Regions from separate parts of the Drosophila melanogaster genome. Here region 2 is linked to region 1. The links are chromatin contacts, called in public Hi-C maps. All regions are on one chromosome and are shown on one strand. The core of a region is the stretch at or near the end of the contact, and the rest is flanking DNA. Distances in the headings are between cores, read along the strand shown.

Region 1 (4,311 bases), core at 1,250-3,749:
GGAATATATATCTAAATTGAATCAGTTTTCGGCATATATGTAGATATATTGTGGAAGTTTATGATTAGATATTTTTAGGTAGAAAATACTTTGCAGTGTACTTCCAAACGGGAGAATGATGTGGGGAGTCTTGTTGCACTCTATAATCGTTATGCTGTGGAATGTTGTTTGTGTTTTATAGACCGTTTATAGGGCAGGAATGCAGATCATTTTTGAGAGTTTTCAAAACTTCCTATTTTCATCCATAAAGCTTCTGTTGGACTCCCTGAATTTGCTTTTCTTTTATTTCTTGGGTTTCCCTCTTGGCTTTGCACTACTATTCCTTAAAATTCGCAATTCTTCGAATACACAAATTCTTCTGCTTCGGTCACAACTCCTATGAATTGTCATTGGGTCAACCGCCTCGACTTCAAGTCGTTTGAGTCTCACGCAATTTGCTTTGAACAATTGCTAAATTGACATTTGTATGTGTGTGCATGTGTCTTACTTGTGGCTCCAATTCAAAATAGTTTATGGCAAATTTTTCTTTGTACAAGGAATTTTTTCTTTACTCGCACTATCCACAAACTTTTGCATATGTTTTCATTCAGTAGAAAGTTTGTAGTCCTTATAAAAACAATGTAATGTGTATGTACATATTATAGAGTTCAGTTTAAAAATTGAAAAATAAAAAGGAAAACCCAAGAAAATTATTTCTGTATATCCACCACAGTCCAAGCACTCGACCATATCGATCTTACTTGATTTTTGTTCTTTTTGCTCCGCCATGAGAAGTTGGCAAGCAACCTACGATGATCGCTGATGGTTTTTAATTACACGGCAGCTCGCAGACTATGCCCCTTAGCTCCCCAAAGTCGACGAAACTACGGGTTTGGCGACTACCGCGGCAATTAACAATCTTTTGGCGGCGACAACACTTAACGGTACAACATTTTGCAAATGCGAACGAACGCATCGATTACCTGATCGGAGCTACGCACCTGACGGCGTTGCCGAGGCAGGTGAAAATCGAACGAATTCAGAAAATATCACAGGCGGCAGCTACGCAAATTTTACGCAATTGGGGACAGGAAAAAAAATGCGAAGTGGGAAACTTTGGCGTTGGCCGGTTTTCCCAAAAACTAGTTTAGTACGAAACCTATTTTTTTTTTAGCAAACATTCAAAAACTTTGATAACTCAAGCAAAAACTTTGCCATCAATCAGTTACTCTTGAAACATCAAAAAAAAAAAACGCGACCATCACGAATGTATGTACATACATTAGTATATAATACTGACCCAGAAAGCCCCAACTACTTGTCTCCGAATGAAATGACAGCCAAAGAAGCCGGAGCAACAAACATTATAAAAAACGTTTGCCAAAAATGTGAAACCAGAACAATCCAAAATAAAAAGAGCCCGGCAAAATTGGCGGAGAGAATCGCTGTGTACAGACCTTCAGAAGCCATGAATCTGTTTTCGGTTTTTGTGCATCTGAAGGTTTTCATAAAAGATCTTTAGTATCGGTGTCGAAATTCGGCCTAACTAAAGTAACTCGATGATTAATACTGCTAATAATGTAAATCATTTTAAAGGAAACCCATTTTTAAAGTTTCTGTTTCCGGTCTTCGAACAGCAAGTTTTCAATGGCATGCGGAAAATTTGTTTCACCTTTGACGGGAAACCCTGATCACCGGTCAAATGACGCCTGTCTAGAAGTCATTTTCTTTCCTTGGGGATTCTCTTTTCCCTGGCAAACCGTAGAAAATCACTTCCCAGGCGGATCAGCGATTGAGTAAATGATTGATGGATTCCCAGCGCACAGTGCCTCCAATCTCGAATCTCAGATATCAACTACTCCCCCCCCAAACCTAATCAGATTAGCTGGATGTCATAACCCGGCATGGTTATGGCGATTTGGTATAGGTATAGGTTTTCACTTACCTGGCTACACCTGTGGCTAATATGATGATGGAGATCGTGGCAATGAAGGGCGGAGGCTGCGGCTATGCAACAATTGCGGTTGCATGTTGACCGGAAGTTTTCGGCTGGCCGCAAGGCAGGATATGGATATCGCTGGATATCGCTGGATATCGGTGGATGTCTGGTCTTGAGTTTATTGTATATTATAAATTCCCTTGCCAAAAGAGAGCCAAAAGAGAGTGCGAGAGGGCTTTGGACCGAGAGTTGGCCACTTTTCACACGCTTTCACTTGAACAAAAACTCAAAAAACTCAGCAAACACACAAAAACAAACTCAACTCGGCCACTATTTATTTTTCATCTTCATCTTCATTATTCAGGTTTGCAATCGCGGTTTGGTTTTTTTTTTTTTGGCAAAACAGGCAAAAGCCATCCAGCAACTAGTGGTTTGGCCTCGCAAAGACAAACAAACTATCAAAGACACACGCGCACGTCAACAAAAACACAACTGTGTGGCAACTGCGCAAATGCAAATGCAAAGACACTGTCAGCAAATGCAAACAAAGTCAGGGCAGCCGCTATGAATCAAAACAAACCGCCAGCAAATCGGTACGTCCGTTCGGTTTCGAGAGCAAAGAACGACTGATTGAAAAAGCAGTGGAGATCAGCGATGGTGGAGAGACGAGATGGTGGAGAGACGAAATGGTGAAGAATCGCGATGGTGGAGAAACGCGATGGTGGAGAAACGCAATGAGCATTCGGTAAAGACATCAACCAGCGGAGAGATCGGGCACTTGCTTTAGCCAAGACTCAAACCCACTTGGAGACTTTACCGCTGATAGTGTAACCGTTCAGTTCTCCAAACACTTTTTCGCGATTGTGGAGAAACGCAATGAGCATTCGGTAAAAACATCAACCAGCGGAGAGATCGGCCACTTGCTTTAGCCAAGGCTCAAACCCACTTGGAGACTTTACCGCTGATAGTGTAACCGTTCAGTTCTCCAAACACTTTTTCGGCGGCGGAAGTAAATGAAATGTACCCAAATGTGGCTTTCTACCTTTTTAGCCTTTCAATTTGTAATCCGAAAAAATTGTTTTTCAAATGGTTTTAATAAAAAAAAGGTATATTTTGCCATAATGAAAAAAACCAGTTAGGTGCCATTAGTTCTACGGACTTGGGTAAGGGAAACTATAAACACTTTCCCCAACTCATAGGATTAGTACTACTTCGACTGCTCTATAACTCCAATTTTTGTTAACATCTTAGTGGAGTGGATATCATTCTGCCTGGTAGTATTCACGAATATTCAGCTACATGTAAAAACACTTAACTAAATTCGAAGAGGAGCAAGATCTATGTATGTAATCTCTGCAAATAGATACTTGAGCAGATATACGAATAAGTACTTAGGGCTAGAAAGCTACTTATCGGCTAAATATTCAACTAAAGTATAGACAAAAAAAAATAAGGATTAGGTGTGTTTTTGGTACACTGAAGACTAGACTATACATATGGTCTAAATGGTAAACGGTAAGTAGGGTTTGATTTAGGTGGTTACATGTAAGTGTTGTTCAAGTGTGACTAGTATTTGTTTAGAGTTGGCTTATGAGTAGATCGGCTACAATTACGATTGTTGTCATGGAATGGAGCAAGATCGAGCAATATATATACAAGTATGCATATATGTATATATATATATATATATATATATATATATGGGTAATTCAATTGCTTGGCTGAGCGGGAGCTGGAGGAGCTGAAACTGGAGTCTGTTGTCTGCGCGGTCAAGCGACGATATCGCTACCCGGATTATAGCCAAAGTAGTTAAGGTTGAACTCGTCGCTGAAGAGTACTTCCTCCTCGGAGGGCTCCACTTGGTGCGACATCTGAATGCCGAGCTCCATGGGATCAATTTCGGTGATGTAGTACTGCGAGTTGCCGCCACCCATGTGGCTATTGCCGCCCATTTGGTTATTTTGGTTGTTATTGCCTCCGCCCAAGTTGGTGCCATGCTGCTGCCGTAGGACACTTTCCGTAACAACCACGTCCTTGTGTATGGGATTCAAATAGTCTTTGAATAGGATTGAAAGACAAGATGAGAGTTCATTGAATAATCATGGGATAAGTATGAACAAGATTAGTGTTAACTCACCATTATCCAACAGGACATCGTGGTAGGTGCTGATGATAGAGTTGACCGACTGTACTTCCACCTCGCGATGGATGCCATTCAGTATTTGACCCGCCGTCTTTCGCAGCTCATCGTCGCTCAACAGATCGTTGAAGGGCAGCAGTCTTTGGTGGTGTTGATTGTGATTTTGGTGATTCTGGTGGCTGTGGTGGTGGTGATGCTGCTGCTGCTGCTGCTGCTGCTGGCTTGTCTCAGTGCTGCCACCGCCGCTGTTAGT
Region 2 (3,943 bases), core at 1,126-3,625, 170 kb before region 1:
CAGATCTGCGAATATAAATTAGGACACTATATATCGCCAAGTTTAAGCGCCAGATTTTAGCCCGCACTTGATTGATGCCAGTTCAATCAAAATGCTATTCAGTGCTGACATAACTTATCTAATTATGGGCAATATGTGACAGACTGAGTCAGGAAAGTACACAGAAAGAAAAATATGTGTACATACTGAATACAAGGCACATACATACATACCCATTATAGCTAATTACCATGATAAGAACTACTATTTGCCGATTAGATTAGCCAATATAATATATACCCAAAAATATGATGCAAATGCACTCTATTACTATTAGAGATATATGTGAATTCGATCTTATTGAACAGACATTTACGTTATCCGTGTAATTGTACCCTCGCTGGCGCCGTTGTTGTTGCACTAATTGTTTTATGCATGGCAAAACGCCATAAGGTCATAAATACAATAAGTCAGCTTGGGGAAGATATACGAGCGATTGGATGGGTGAGGGATTTGCGGGGAGGGGGGGGTTGGAGGTCTTAGGGGGGGCGGGTGCGGCAGCGGCGGCGACATCGGCTAAAGGCAAGGCGCTCATTAGGATAATTGCAGGCAATTAACTAAATTGCCGCCGCATTTGTCGCTCCTCGCTGCTCGCGCATCCAAAAAGGAGCTCGGATCGGGGATTTGGATTGCGCTTCTCCAGCCAGCTGACAGGGGGGGGGAGAGGGGGGAGTGGTGGTGTTGGGGATGGGCGACACTTGGCGCTAACACAAATTATGGCTCATAATTCGCGCATGGGTAGTGTGACGACTATCTACCACCCTGCTGCTACCCATTCCCATTTCGCATCCCATCCCCGACGAAATTTGAAACAGTTTTGGCCTTTGTATGCCACAACACGCCGCAGCTCTCTGCCTCTTTCCATCCAACCCCCCCCCCAACTCCCCCCCTCAACAAGACATTTTGCAGCCGCTTTAGTGCGTTTTAATTAGCTGCCATCGGGCCAGGTAGTAGCGGTAAGGATATACACTCAATGGAGCCGGAGATGGAGGCGGCACGTTCCGGTGGCGACCGCCGTTCCGTCCGTGATTAGATGACCGCTGAATTGGTAATCAATGCCGCTAAGCTCGCAACGGGCTTAATAAAAGCGTACGTGCCGCCCAGTTCTAAGACTTTTCGCACACACTTCGCCCTTCGCAATGATGCACTCGAAGAAAAACAAATGGAAATATACATGTAATGCATTCAGAACATGCTCGTAGTTCCTCAGATGTATAGAGTGTGCGAAACAACCATGGTCACACATTTCGCAATTGGAGTAGCCTTTGCTACTCTAGTTTCTCAAAGTGCAGCTGGACGTGTCTGGTAATGAAATCATTTCCTTTTGCTCTTTTCAAGTTTTCACCAGGATTATCGGCAGCAACCGAGGGGCCAAGGCAATCCCAGATCCCAGTTACCAGTTACCAGTTACCAGTCACCAGTCAGTCGAGTTTCCTTAGTCCAAAATCGCACCTTGGGCTTCTGGTGCATGATCGCATTAAGTTCGGTTCGTGCCGAATGCTCCGTGTGTTTTTGTGTGTTCGTGCTCCACTTGCCAGCGTTTGCCAGCGGAATGCCAAATTAGTCTTAGTGCTCCCAATATCCCCCACAGCGGCATCCCTCAAAGACAAAGAAGGAAATGTAATCCATAAGGCAGCCATCAGCGGCCATCCTACTCATTATGGATCTGCCAGCCAACAAGGAGTACTCGAAAAACCTCTTGTAAGAATATGACGAATCCTGCCGTAAACTTAGCTGCAAGTAAAGTAACCTCATTCCATTCATTGTTTACTGGTGGAAAAAAGTGTTTAATACACTTTATGTTTAATGCAATAGATAGACCAATTTCATCTATTTTGAAACGAATGAAATACCTTCGTTTATTAGTCAAACTCTTCATATCTGAAAGGCTTTTGTGACAAAGAGGAAAAGTTTGCAACTTTAATTAAAACAAAATGGCATGCCATGACCGCATGTTATATGTTTAATTTCATTATGTGCTTTTGATTATATTCGTTGGCTACAAATCAACCGCATGGATGTGAAAACAAAAACTACATACATATATGTAGTGCGATGATGATGATGATGATGATGGCAGCTAAAGCCCGAAAACGGCATCGATTTATCTGTTCTATTGGGCTGCAGGATGGTGGTATGGAGGAGGAGCACCTACCACGATTCCACACACACACACACACACGTCATAGCGGAAGGACACCCCTTAACCCCTCACTTGCCGAGGGGGTGTGGATCCTATATACCGAACGCGTGAGTTGTACATAAAGGCAAGACCTATACCGATGTGGGTGGAGCCTCCGAATGGCCAGGATATATGTATTTGCGTGAGTGTGTGTCTGTGTGTATGTGGGTGGGTGTCGCATGTGTGTGGGTGTCGCACTGATGTGTCCAATCAGAATCGAGGCACACACACATTCGCCAAAGTCGGGACTTTGCAGATCCCTCTTGCTCTCGTCCTTCTCTCTCTCTTTCAGTGCCGCAGGATATGTTTGTGTGAATGACAAAAAAAAAACACAACACACACGCACAGGCACAAATAAAGCAAAAAAAAAAACGGCAGGAAAAAAGAAGGTAGCCGAGGGGCCAAAAAAAAGAAGTGAAGGAGGAACGAAAAGAGAAACGAACTGGGGACCCAGTCAGCTAGAAATCAACAAAAGCCTGTCAGGATAATGGCTATGGGAGAGGGGCTCGTCGGGCGAAAGCTGGAAAAGAAACGAAAAATTGTTAAGCAGCTGGAAAAACCAACAAGCGAATGTGGATAACACTGATGGCGATGCAGCTCAAGTGGCAGAAATGGAAATGGAGATGGAAATGCGAAATGCAGTCGGCAGATGGAAACCAGGACTGTAAGGATAACACACCCACACACACACACACACATATGCACTCAGCTCAGGAGGTGGAATGGATCCTGCTTGTCTGGCAACTTGAACTGCGGGAAAAAAAGAACTTGAAATGATTGGCCTCCCCATCGGATACAGTTGGGGATGCAGCTATTCACTCGACTGAATATTTGCATATCCATCACCCAATCAACTAATTTGGTCCTTGGCATAATTAACCACATTCGTACTATTTTTGGTAGAAATTCATCCAAATATATAAATGCTGTCCCTTTTGCTGATCAGGAAATGCAAGCTACATTTCCAAAAAATTTCATAGAATCGGTTTTATGTTTTATGACAAATTCCACTACTTATTAAACGGATTTACCATTTCTCCGTTCCGAAGTTTTATGACAAACTCGAATCTAAGGACACCATTTTAAACAGAACATCATCGTTTAGCGGCCAACCAAATTGAAAAGTAACTCACCTTCGCAGTGCACCAAATGGCGCACTAAGGAATCCTAAGGATTCTGGCTTTGGTTATGACCCCCTTAAAAAAAAATGTTGTTGAGAGGGCAGTACAACCAACACACACACACACACACACAAAAAAGCGTGCGAATTTTCGAAGGTGGCTGTTTTTATTGCTTTTCGCAGATTTAAACTCATGTGGGGTATATTAGCTGGGCTGTGCAATTCGTCTAAAAAAAACTTAAAAAGCAGCCAAGGTAGACAATTTAATAATTATTGCCAGTTTTTAGCCTATTTAGAGTCATAGTCATTTACCAATATATTCGGAATTATAACATACCTCTATAAGCACACAGCTTGAAATGGATTTAAACTAGTTGAAACAACTATTTCAATATTTCTATATTTCAATTTCAATGAAGAGCATTCGATGTTCGCATTGCTTGGCACTTTGCCATTATTTTTCTCGGCTGCTTTCGCACTCTCATCTGCAGTGAAGGGTGCGAACTTTGTCACTCCGTTAACGTCAAGGCCATGAATACATCACAGCGCCACTCACCACCCACCGGCCCGCCCACTGTCGCTACAATTCCAATTGGAGCCTT

The links. A called contact is a pair of places that touch in the nucleus more often than the background predicts.
Region 2: a contact with region 1 is called in a Hi-C map of the Kc167 cell line, with 1.5 times the contacts expected there. The contact joins the enhancer-like site here to the promoter of ec in region 1. A contact is called at or near these places in 3 of 107 Hi-C or Micro-C datasets (the Kc167 cell line and larval central nervous system).

What each region holds. Positions count from the first base shown.
Region 1 is chrX:3,809,886-3,814,196 of dm6, reverse strand. ec (echinus) reads right to left here and starts at 2,499. Exons shown (of 6, transcript NM_130722.4): 1 at 1,925-2,499. It overlaps fd3F (forkhead domain 3F), which reads right to left. Exons shown (of 5, transcript NM_166991.3): 4 at 4,056-4,311; 5 at 3,157-3,974. The coding sequence ends at 3,688.
Region 2 is chrX:3,981,608-3,985,550 of dm6, reverse strand. No RefSeq gene overlaps it. Among named protein-coding and RNA genes, the nearest start is that of CG6414, 12 kb to the right of the region's middle. Within about 2 kb of position 2,375, at least 6 of the 39 cell types and tissues checked have an H3K27ac peak or open chromatin away from gene starts, as enhancers often do.